Linked DNA regions of Ovis aries: region 2 is linked to region 1. The links are chromatin contacts, called in public Hi-C maps. All regions are on one chromosome and are shown on one strand. The core of a region is the stretch at or near the end of the contact, and the rest is flanking DNA. Distances in the headings are between cores, read along the strand shown.

Region 1 (5,272 bases), core at 925-3,424:
TCTGAAGCCCAGCCCTCTTGGAGAACCCTTCTGGTTTGTCTTTTATAATTCAGGTAGACAGACAGAAGGTTGCCAGGAGCTGAGATGATTGCTGGACTTGCAAGAGAACAAGACCGCCTTGACCATGTCTGCCCCCAGGAGAAGCCTGTCAGCAACTGTGGCCGTTTGTGGGAGGGCTGACTGCGGCCTTACTCCTGTCCCCCTGAAGCTCAAGAGGCATGTGGGCTGGAGGAGGGTGCTCACCTGTTTCCATCTGGGAGACTTGGGGAGAACACAGGTCTCAGAACGCCCCTATCCCTCTCCCATCCGTGCTCCTCCAGTTCCTCTCCCTCTCTGGAGGTGGGGGTGAGGGGTAAGCAGATCAAAAAAAGAGGGTAGTTAATGTTTCCCACTTGACCTTTCTTTCCCCAACCCCCCTACCCCTGCCCCCAGCGGGCGGGCAGGCTGAGGGGATGAATGGAGTAGAGGGCACGATTTTCACATTAATGGCAGCATATGTTGTGTTTATTGACACTGCAGGGTCCGTGCTTGTGGTTGTGTTGAGGGGGTGCTCCTAGGAGGCCACTGACAGGAGGGGCTGGGGAAGAGGAGACGGAGGGGAAGGCTGCCTGCGGGTGGGGAGGGGGAGAGAGGGGAGCCTGGGGGCTGGGGGGAGGGAGGCAGGAACAATATTGTTGCAGGAGCACACCAGGTGCTCGCTGTCAGCCCGAACAAAAAGGAAGAGTCAGCAACTCTGGGGGGGAGGGGGGAGGCGGGAGCCACCGCCTGCTCAAGTCTTGCAGCCTCTCCCTGTTAACCCCTGCTCTGCCACGCTGCTGAAGAGGGGAGGGGCATCGGGGTCTCCCCTCAGCCCAGGTCTATTCAGAGACACCACATCCCTGTTGGTTCTCTGGGGGACGTGGTTCCCTCTGGGGTTGGTAGTGGCAGGTCCTTCCTTTCCCTTCCTCAAAGCCTGAAGGGAAAAAAATCCCCTTCTCTGTTCCACTCTTTCCATAATGGGGGTGAGGAGGGGAGGGTGCAATATATACTCCTTGGGAAGTCAGTAAACCGAAGTGGCAGCCCAAGTGCCCTTGGGCTTCTGAAAGCAGCTGCAGGTGGGGGCTGTGTGAAAAAGGGATTTAAGAAGGGGATGATGGACCCTCCGATGGAGAAAGTGAGGCCCCCGACAATTCCCCTCTCCCTGCCATGGTGGCAGATTCCTTGCTTCCTGGAAGTCTTCCCAGGGTTGTCTGGCCTTGGGCTGGGGGGAGCAGGAGGAGAAGGGGACTTGGCCCGTTCTGTGAAAATGGCCCATTCTGTGAAGACAGCTCTCAGTCAGCTAGGAAAACTGAGCTTGCTCACTCCTTAGTCTGAAAAGCACTGGGGGCTCATCCTGGAAATCCCTGGATGGTAAATAGCAAAACAGACTCACCACCCTGGACCCTGTTCTGGAGGTCTGGGAAGGGCTCCCAGGTCCCCAGCTAGGGATTAGAGGTACTTCACTGCTTCCCTTGCCTCCGTTCCCCTTCCTGCAAAGCCCAAGGGAAGCAAGGTGCTTAGGGATGCTGGGGCTCCACTTTCAACATGCTCATTGCTTGGGGCCCTCCCCTAGGGTTGGCATCGGAGGGGAGGTTACCAGGAGGGGTAGGAGAGAGGGAAGGAGGAAAAGAGGACCTGTGAGAGGACCAGGTTGGGGGGGGGTGGACTGACCTTCCCCTACTCCCAGGAGGCAAGAGTTAGGGTTTATACTCCTCCCTAACTCTGAATGCTGATCTCCTGAATGCTGGCTGGTCTCCTCCAGTCTGTGACCTAACATTCTGGACCATTCCTTCTAGATGTTAATTCTCATCCTGGCTGTTCTCTTCCAGAGACCATGTCTTGGTCACTTTGGATGAGTCCTAGATCCCCAGGCACTGGAGCAGGGGGAGGGGAGGCTCTAGAGGAGAAGGGTGTCCTTTCATGTTCCCACCCTCTGGCCCCACCGCTGTTCGGCCACCAGGGGTCTCAGAATATACTGCATAGGCCTCCGGGGATGTCCACGCCCCCCCTCCGCCTCCCCGGGGATGTCCGCCCCCCGACCCCCCCCCCCGCCCGGTCCCAGGGCTGCACTTGAGGCGGACACTCCTGCCTGTTACCCTCCTCACCACCTGCCCCTTGCAGACAGGCAGCTCCAGTCCTCGAAGCTCGCGCTCCAGGACACCCTCTCCAGCGCGGCCGGCACCAAGGCCAGCGCAGAGGCAACCGCTCGCAACACTCGCCCGCTAGCACCCCTGCTCCTCCCGGGGGCTCTAGGCCCGGTCCGCGCCTCCCTCCCCGGCCCTCTCGCCGGGCTCCAGCTGCGCGTGGAGCGGTCCCGGCTCGGCTCCAGCTCCTCAACGGCCCCGCTCCCCCATTACCCTGATGTCGGCCCCTCTCCCCCTCGGCTTTATCGGCTCTCAGCCGGCTCCGCCAGGGTAATGAGGGCCCTCCTAATTACCATTGCACAAACTCCACTTACATTAACAGCTCCATCCGAGGAGCGGCAACATCTGCTGTGCTCAGGCAGGCGCCCCTCCCCCGCCCTGCGCTCCCCTTCCCTCGCCGCTCCCCTCTTTCCGGGTCCTCTCCCCCGACCCTCTTCTCCACCCTCTCTGCCCTCCTTGCCCATACCCTGCTCTTCTAATCTCTTCTCTCCACATGTTCTCCCCACCACTCTGCCAGCCAGGCCCTTTTCAACTTCGGCATCCCAGGAGCAGAGAGAGAGATCCAGGCAGCCGCAGGGCCCCAGAGGTTCTGAGCGATGGAGACACTCACAAGAGGCGGGCCGGGCTCCAAGAGACCCAGAAACACAGGGTCCCAGAAACACAACCAGGAAGCCCAGGAACAAGTAGAAAGTGGAAGTAACAGAGATTGTGAAAGAGATGGGGTGTGGGGTGGGCCAGACTATCTATGTGGAGCGCTGCCGGGGCCTGTCTTGTCCGGGGGCAAAGGTATGTGCACACTATGCACGCATGTGGACGCGTGTCACGTCCGGTGCATGCTCATTTTATTCAGCATCATGTCTGAGTATAAGTGCACATGTCAGTGTATGTGTGTGCATCTGTGCGCATTCATGAGTGTGTCTGTTAACCTATTATGTATCAAGTATGTAATTATACTTGCCTACATGTATCTTGGTGTTGTCTTTGCGACTGTGTATGTGTATGTGCACATATTTGTTTATCATATATGTAATGTTGCATGCACACACGTTTGTATGGCTTGTGTACATGTAGGATCCATGTTCAAAGTCAGGTGTGGATTTGGGTGAGATGCCTGTGTGCCTCTGGGTGTGTCTGCATCTCTGCATGCATGCCTATGCATGTGTGTATCATCTGTGTAATTATTTGATGAGAGTGGGAGCATGTGTGTGTTCCTGCTCCATGGGGGATGACAGGCAGTTGGGAAGACGCTGAGCCCATTTTATCTGAGGTTAACAGGGGTCACATTTCACTCCTGGAAGTCCCCCACCCTCCCCCCACCCCATACAATTAAGCCTCAGTGTGGTGGAAAGACTGCCAGCAGACATTAAGAAAGGTCAACAATATTATCAGCTCCTAATCCAATTAGTTACTGTTTATTTGGGAATCCAGCTCCAGGTCAGCTTCTGGGGAGGAGGCCTGGGAGAGAGGAGGGCATGGGATGGGTACAGGCTGAAAGAGACTATTGAAGGTGGCCAGGGCTGTATCCCTGCGGTTGGATGCTGGAGTGGGGGCAGGATCCCCCAAACACTGCCAAATAATGTACCTTCCACTGGCTACTTGGAAGCTGGTAGTTCTGGGGAAGGACCTGCACTGCACAGGAGGGGCTGAGACCCCAATCTCATTTCCAGAGATTGGAGTGTAAGAGAAGAGAGGTTGTCTCTGTCATCTGAGAGGCTGTCTGCCTCTTTCCAGCCTTGGGATCCCTAAAAGGTGGACTGGGAGCTGGACAGCCTGGCTCAGGCCTGTGGCCAGTTTCCTCCTGGATGGGAGTCAGAGGAGGAGATGTTGGTAAATGCACTATTAGCTCTTGAAGCCACTTCATTAATCCTGCCCTCTGTTTTATTTCCTCTTTTCTCTCCCACATCCTTCTCTGAGCCTAAGCAGGACCTCCCCTCCCTCCCACCCGAGGATGAGCAGGGGCAGTAGCTTGGGCCCATGGGGTCCCCAGGGTCCCTCTCCTGAGTATAAATAGTGGAAGAAACCCAAAACATGGACTGCTTGCCTTGGACAGGGAGCAGGTCAATGGGACTGAGGGCCCTGGGCAGGAGCTGAGTAGGAGAGGTAGTTTTCGCCCTGCTCTAACCCTCTCTTACCGCTCAAGGAAGGACAGTATCCTGGGTGCACAGGATATGCAGAGGACTAACAGGAAGAAGGATGGCTGCTGGATTCCAGGCTAGATTCCAGGCCTCCTCAGCTCTGCAGGCAGGGCTGACACTGTGGCCAAAAAGGGTGACAGGAACAGCCAAGCCCCAGGCTTAGCTCCTCCACGAGCCAAGCCTGGGGTCATTTTTGCTTGTTTCTTAAGGATAAAAGTCCATGGGCCTGAGCCCCCTGAACTTGATTGATTCTTCTTCCTGTCCCTAGTGCCCTCCTCTCAATATAGAAACCCTGCATGATTGTTTTTCTCCTTACTGCCCTTTCCAGGCATATAGTCTTGAAAACACATGCACACCCTAATACACACCCTCACAAACCTGCCTTTAAGACTCCAGACTAGAGATGGCCAGGGTATAAAGACACTGACAGTGTTCCTCATCCAAGGACTTAAAATGGATCACTGTGCTTTACAGAAGACTCTTCTGGAAGGAGTCTCCCCATTTCCACCCCCTAAAAGAGAATAATGATAATAATAATAATGCATATGTTAACCCTGGCAAATTTTATCCTTAGCCAAGCCCTGGAGTCACACAGAGAAGCTCTTTAAAAAATGTATATGCTCAGCCTCCATCCTGGATCAAGCCAATTTGTATCTCCACAGTTGAATCCTAAGAATCCATGTATTTTATAAAGCCCCATTGATGATGGCTATGATTTAGAAATTTTATCAATTTTTAACATTGCAGTTTACAAATACAAAACCCTACCTCTTGTTCTCTCACTAGCCAGAGCAGTATTATTATCTCCATTTTATAGATGAGGAAACTGTGGCCCAAGTTGACTAAAGGTAGTGATTTTTCCTTCCTTCTTCCCTCTTTCCTTTGCTTCTTTCCTTTCTTCCTTTTTCCTTCTTTTTCTTCCTTCCTGTCTCCCTCCCCTCTTCTCTCCTTCTGTCTCTGTCTCTCTCTTTTATC
Region 2 (5,272 bases), core at 1,902-4,401, 250 kb before region 1:
TGGAGGAACCGCCCAGGGGCTTCTCTCCGACTCCCCCGGGTGGGAGCTGGGGCTGGAAGTGTCCGGACTGCGCGGCCTTTCGCTCCTCAGGCAGAGGTGCCCGATGGGGATGTGGCCTAGCGCGCCCCTCCGTGGGTGGGTAGACCTTCCCCATTACCGGGCAAGGGAGTAAGGTCTCTATATTCAGGACTGGTGACCTTGATACTGAACCTGGTGGGACCCCCTTCCTCAGACACCTCAGGTCGAAATTCTGTGCCTCAGTTTCCCCCTGCGTGAGTTCTGTCCTTGCTCCCGGAAGCTCTAAACTGGGGCACCAGGTGGGGTGACCCAGTGAAAGGGAATTAGTATGCCCCCGCCCCCGCCCTCGCCCCGCCCCGCCCCCTCCCCGTCCCCCCATTGATTACCCTGACCTCGCCAACCTTGAATCTAGAGCTTGGGGGAAGTAGAAAAAGATGGGAGAGGAGAGGAGTGAGTGATGGAAGAAGTGACACTGTAAAAGCAAATGGAAGGGAAGGATGGAGGAGGAGGAAGGGGAGGAGGAAGGGGAGGAGGAAGGGGAGGAGTAGGGCGTGGGTCGGTGGGTGGGTACGAAGAGGGGCTTAGCCCTCTTAGCGGAAGACTGGGGCTAGCTGCGCCTGCTCTGGGCTGTGATGAGGCCTGAGCTCTCCGCTGCGTCCCAGAACCATCGCTCTGCCAGTTGCCCCCCTCCAGCCTCCATGATTTATAGCTGGGCCAGGCCCGGCGACCTTGGATGGATAACTAATGAGGGGTCAATAACGCTACAGAAAAAGTGAACTGGTGAGGGAGGAGGAAAGAGGCCCATTAGCTGGTCCATCTCTTTCCTCCCGGCATCCTCTCGCTAAATCCCTGGGCCTCTCATTCAGGCCCCTCACTGGGAGGGTTTTCCTAGAGACTCTTGATGGGGTCTGAGGCCTTGCATATAGGAAGGTGGGTTGTGGGAGGCAGAGCCTGAGTCTCAGCATCTCCATCATCTGGTTCTTATTGAGAGGAGACCAAAACATTCTCCTTGCAGTCTGCCAATTCCCCTCTCCCTGTTCAAGGTCACCTGGGTCATCCTCTGGATCCCCAGTCCATTTTCAGCACTACAGGGGACCAGAGTTGGGGGGAAGGAAGCAGCTCTCTCAATACCTGGCCTCACTGAATGTATCTCCCTTAATTATCTGTCAGCATCAAGGTGCTGGCCTAAGCGCTTTTTCACTTTATAGTCCCATTTTGTGGATGAAGAGTCAAAGCTCAGACAGAGGAGCAGTCAGCCAAGGGAGGAGCTGAAACTTGAATTCAGATTATCTGGCTCCAAATCACAGCCCTTCCCTGCCCATCATCCCAGGGTCCTAGGCTCACCATTAACTCCTGCCCAGCTCAGTCTGCAAAGAAGACATCAAATGAGGGAGCCCTGAAACAAGGGCACTCTTTCCCGGAAGTAGGCAAAGGGTGACAGAACAACCCTGGAAGAAATACAGGGCAGTGGTAATGGGGTAGGGGCGCCATGTTAGGGCTTGATTGCTTATTCTTGCAACAAACAGGTATTGAGTGGCAATCATTTTCCATGCCCTGGGGATATGGGAGCAACACTGGGGATGTTATATTCCAGCATGGGGGTATAAAAGTGAGTTTCAGGAGGCATGCCTATGGCATGCAGCAGTGTGTAGACTCCCTGCAGCGTAGAAATAAGCCTGGGCAGAGGCGTATGCAAGGCACTTACTCCCACCCCAGGGAGGGAGACACTACCCATCATCTCAACCCCTGACTCCACATCTAAGCTCTCATATACTCCCTGATCCCCCAAACTCACTGCTGTCTTCCCCCAACCTGCTCCTTCTGTCTTACTTGATCAACCTGAGAGATCCCTAGCTCCAAGACTGGATATATAATTTTCAGGGCCCAAAGCCAAATGAAACTTCAGGCTCTTTATTATAAAATTATAAATAATTTCAAGACAGAGCATTAAACCAGGCACACAGGGCTTTTCTAAATGCACAGCCCCCTGGGCTGGCCCATGTCACACACCTAGGAAGACAGCCTTGCCTGGAACCTCTCATTCTCTTACTTTCCCACTCCTTGACGTCCTGGTCTTCTCCTTTTTTATGTCAGCAATTAGCTCAAGCCTCCTGGGTCTTTCAGGTGGTACTGTCACAGCCTCTTCCCTGCTCCAGCCTCTTTATAACCCCAGCCATTCTGGGAAGTTTCATTCCAACCACACTCAGTGCTATTTGCCTGGACTATTGGCCAGGCAAACACTGGGCCCCAAACAATCCCTACACTTTCTGGTTTCCATGCTTCCCCCCACCCCAAATTCAATTCCTTTGGAAAATTCATTCTTCCTTTATTCACCTCTCTGGGAAGACTTTCTGATTTTCCTGGAGGAAATCTCACACTGGGAAATTTCACATCACAAACGATGTTCTTGGGTCAAAACACAAATCATCTTCAGCCTTTGCTCACAGCCGTTTGTCTGCCATGCCTAGTAGACTTAAAATTCTAGAAGCCAAGGATGGTGTCATATTTGTCATTGTAACTCCACAGCACCTTGCTGACGCTAGCGTGGTAGGGACTCAGTTAACATTTGTTGATGCAGCTATGGGCATCTTTGGCACGTGGGTATGTTTGGAGTTCTTGAATTGTGTGGACAGTGTGAGGGTTTATGTCAACGCATGAGCGATTCTGCTTCTGTGTATGCGTATTTTCATATCTATCCATGTGGAGGCGTGTTAGCTGCATACGTGTGCACAGACATAGAGGTTTCTGTCATTGCGTACATGAATTGCCGGTGCAGGGGTCTGCATGGCTGTGTGTACGTGGATTTGTGTTGGTGGGTGCACCTGGCTCTGGGTGGCAGACATCTGCCCATGCACAGCATGAAGGCTTGTGTCTGTGCTCCCATGACGTGGGGGCTGTGCCTAGACAGGAGCTGCAGGTGTACAGTGCAAGGACGCAGGCGGCTGGCGCGTGTGCAGACCATGTGTGTGCACAGCTGCGTGTCCTGGCCGCGGGCAGGCCGGACACCCCGTGCACCGCTTGCTTCCGCCGAGCGAGCTGCTTTGTTCCTCCGCCGCAGGCAGCCTTGTGGGCTCCCGGCTTGGGCAGCCTGGGCCTGGGCTTCTCCGGGCCGTCGTGATTGGCGGCCCAGCGGGCCGCTCGACTTCCTCCCGGGCGGGCGGAGCCGGATCTGCTCCCGTTACCGGCGAAGGCGGGTAGGGGTGGGGGTGGCGGGGGGGGGGGCGCCAGGCCATCCATCTTCTGTTATTACAGCGTAATGGGGCTGCTCGGGCGCCCGCCCATTTGTCATTGGCCTCGTTCGCTGATAACGGGCATTTGTCATCACTTTCCTCTGAGCCAATGTCATCAGCGCCGCTGACAGGCAGGGATGGGCGGGGGGGAGGAGGGGCGGGGGGAGGAGGTGGGTCGCGAACAGGAGCACAGGCGCGCACACGTGCATGTGGGCCTGCTGGACACACGCTCCTGCACATACACACAGGCACACCGAACCTGGGGAGACACATGTCCCTGTGTGTGTGGATCGAGGCTCCCTGGAGACGGACACACAGGCAGACACACACTCAGAACAGCCTCATCTGTCAAGCAGATACTCCCTGCTGGAGATCCTTTTCCCCACTTGAGGAGACGAGTGCTTGGGGGGAGGGGCTGGTGTTCGTGGTTAATGGCAGCTCGAGTGCAGGTGGCCCTGGGCCAGCTCCCTGCGTGCACACGTGTGAAAGGAGCCACCAACATTTATCGTGCCCCCACAGGCTCTACAGGCTTACATGTGACTGTGTGTCCCAGTGGCAGAGTGTAGAGCACAGGGGGTCTCCCAGGCCTCTCAGACACGGAAACTTGAGCAAGTCAGCTGGGCTGAGTGGTGGGGTCACCGGGTGGTAAGGGTGGTGAGTGGTGGGGTGAGGAGTAGTGATCCCCACCATGCCTGCCTCCCAACCTTCCAGAGACAGTGTAGCCTGGGAATCTCCCTTCCACTCCTGACCCCACTCAGGCTCTGAGCCTAGGATGGTCTGAAGCAAGAGGGACTCAGGAAAGACTTCAGAAAGAACTTCCTGCCTGGAAAGAGTATGAAGCAATTTGGGGTAGGGATGGCACTAGTAGCCAAGAGGAGAACTTGGAAGAAAGAGAAGATCCCTTGCTGGTGGAGTGTCCTGAGCCCTTTGGGCTGAGCGAGGTACCAGCCCCCTGGGGCATGCATGACATGTCTTCCTGATGTTGCTTTCCAGCACATTCACTTCAGATGGCAAAGGGGACTCCGGTAGCACTTCTTATGGAGGAAGACCCCCCAGCCCCACCCCGCTCAATCTCTCTGTTTATGGCTATCTGGCACTTACTAGGTGCTCAATAAATAACTGTTCAATGAATAAATGATTGATGACAGGGTATGTGGAGGAGGGACGGGGTTGGTCTTTCTAGTCCCTCCCTGAACGGCCATCAGCCACTGATGGCCCAGATCTCATCTCTTGCCCTCCCCCAACTCCCTTCCTTCCTCCTTTGTAGCCCCCCAAATTCCTCCTCTCCCCCAGCCTCTCCCTCCTGGGCTGAGGGGGGATGGGTAGGGGAAGGTCCCCTGGCAGAGCAGGGCTCGCTTGTTCCTTGTAAATGAAGACCATAATTAACATTAAATTAAGGTAATACAAATGAAGGCAACATAGAGGCTGACAAGATGAGCGTTTGGGGAGGCAGTGGGGAGAAGTGATTCATATTTTTAATTTACTGTACGGATGGGCCGTGTGGCTGGGGAGCGGGCGGCTTGCGTGGAGGGGGTGTCGCCCCGCGATGTTTGCTGGGCTCTGAGCGAGCACACAATGACTATTAAACTCAACTGTCCATATAATGGGACAGATTTGACATGACGCCCACCAGAGCACCAGGAGCTTGGCCGGCCAGGCTGTAAATCCTGTCCACACAGCACCCTCCTGCCCACCTGCCCAGCTAGTCCATTTGGTCTAGGACTAGGGTGGGGTAGGCACAGTCCCCAAGGGGTCCATGAAGAGCCTTGGACTTCAGAAATGGGGGGCAACAAGAGGGTCCAGGCTCCTTGTCCCAGCTGAGCTCAGGATTGGGGGCCTTTGGAAGGTCAGGTCTCACACGTGTAAGGGTGAGACGGGTCCTGGTCAGTGCAGGACCTTGGTGCCAAGATAAGAAACTCTGTGACCCCATATGTGGTGTGTTCTAGGAGTTGAAGACACTGGTGTCCCATTCCAAAGAGGGGACTGTCATTTTCATCATCATCACAGCTCACACTTATCAAGGA

The links. Hi-C and Micro-C count contacts between places; a contact is called where the count stands out from the background.
Region 2: a Hi-C map of mixed tissues shows a contact between it and region 1, with 3 times the contacts expected there. The contact joins two enhancer-like sites. A contact is called at or near these places in 8 of 16 Hi-C or Micro-C datasets (blood, hypothalamus, liver and 3 more).

The regions. Positions count from the first base shown.
Region 1 is chr22:21,833,868-21,839,139 of ARS-UI_Ramb_v3.0, reverse strand. No RefSeq gene overlaps it. Among named protein-coding and RNA genes, the nearest start is that of LBX1, 43 kb to the right of the region's middle. Within about 2 kb of position 2,174, at least 3 of the 54 cell types and tissues checked have an H3K27ac peak or open chromatin away from gene starts, as enhancers often do.
Region 2 is chr22:22,088,595-22,093,866 of ARS-UI_Ramb_v3.0, reverse strand. No RefSeq gene overlaps it. Among named protein-coding and RNA genes, the nearest start is that of POLL, 20 kb to the left of the region's middle. Within about 2 kb of position 3,151, at least 4 of the 54 cell types and tissues checked have an H3K27ac peak or open chromatin away from gene starts, as enhancers often do.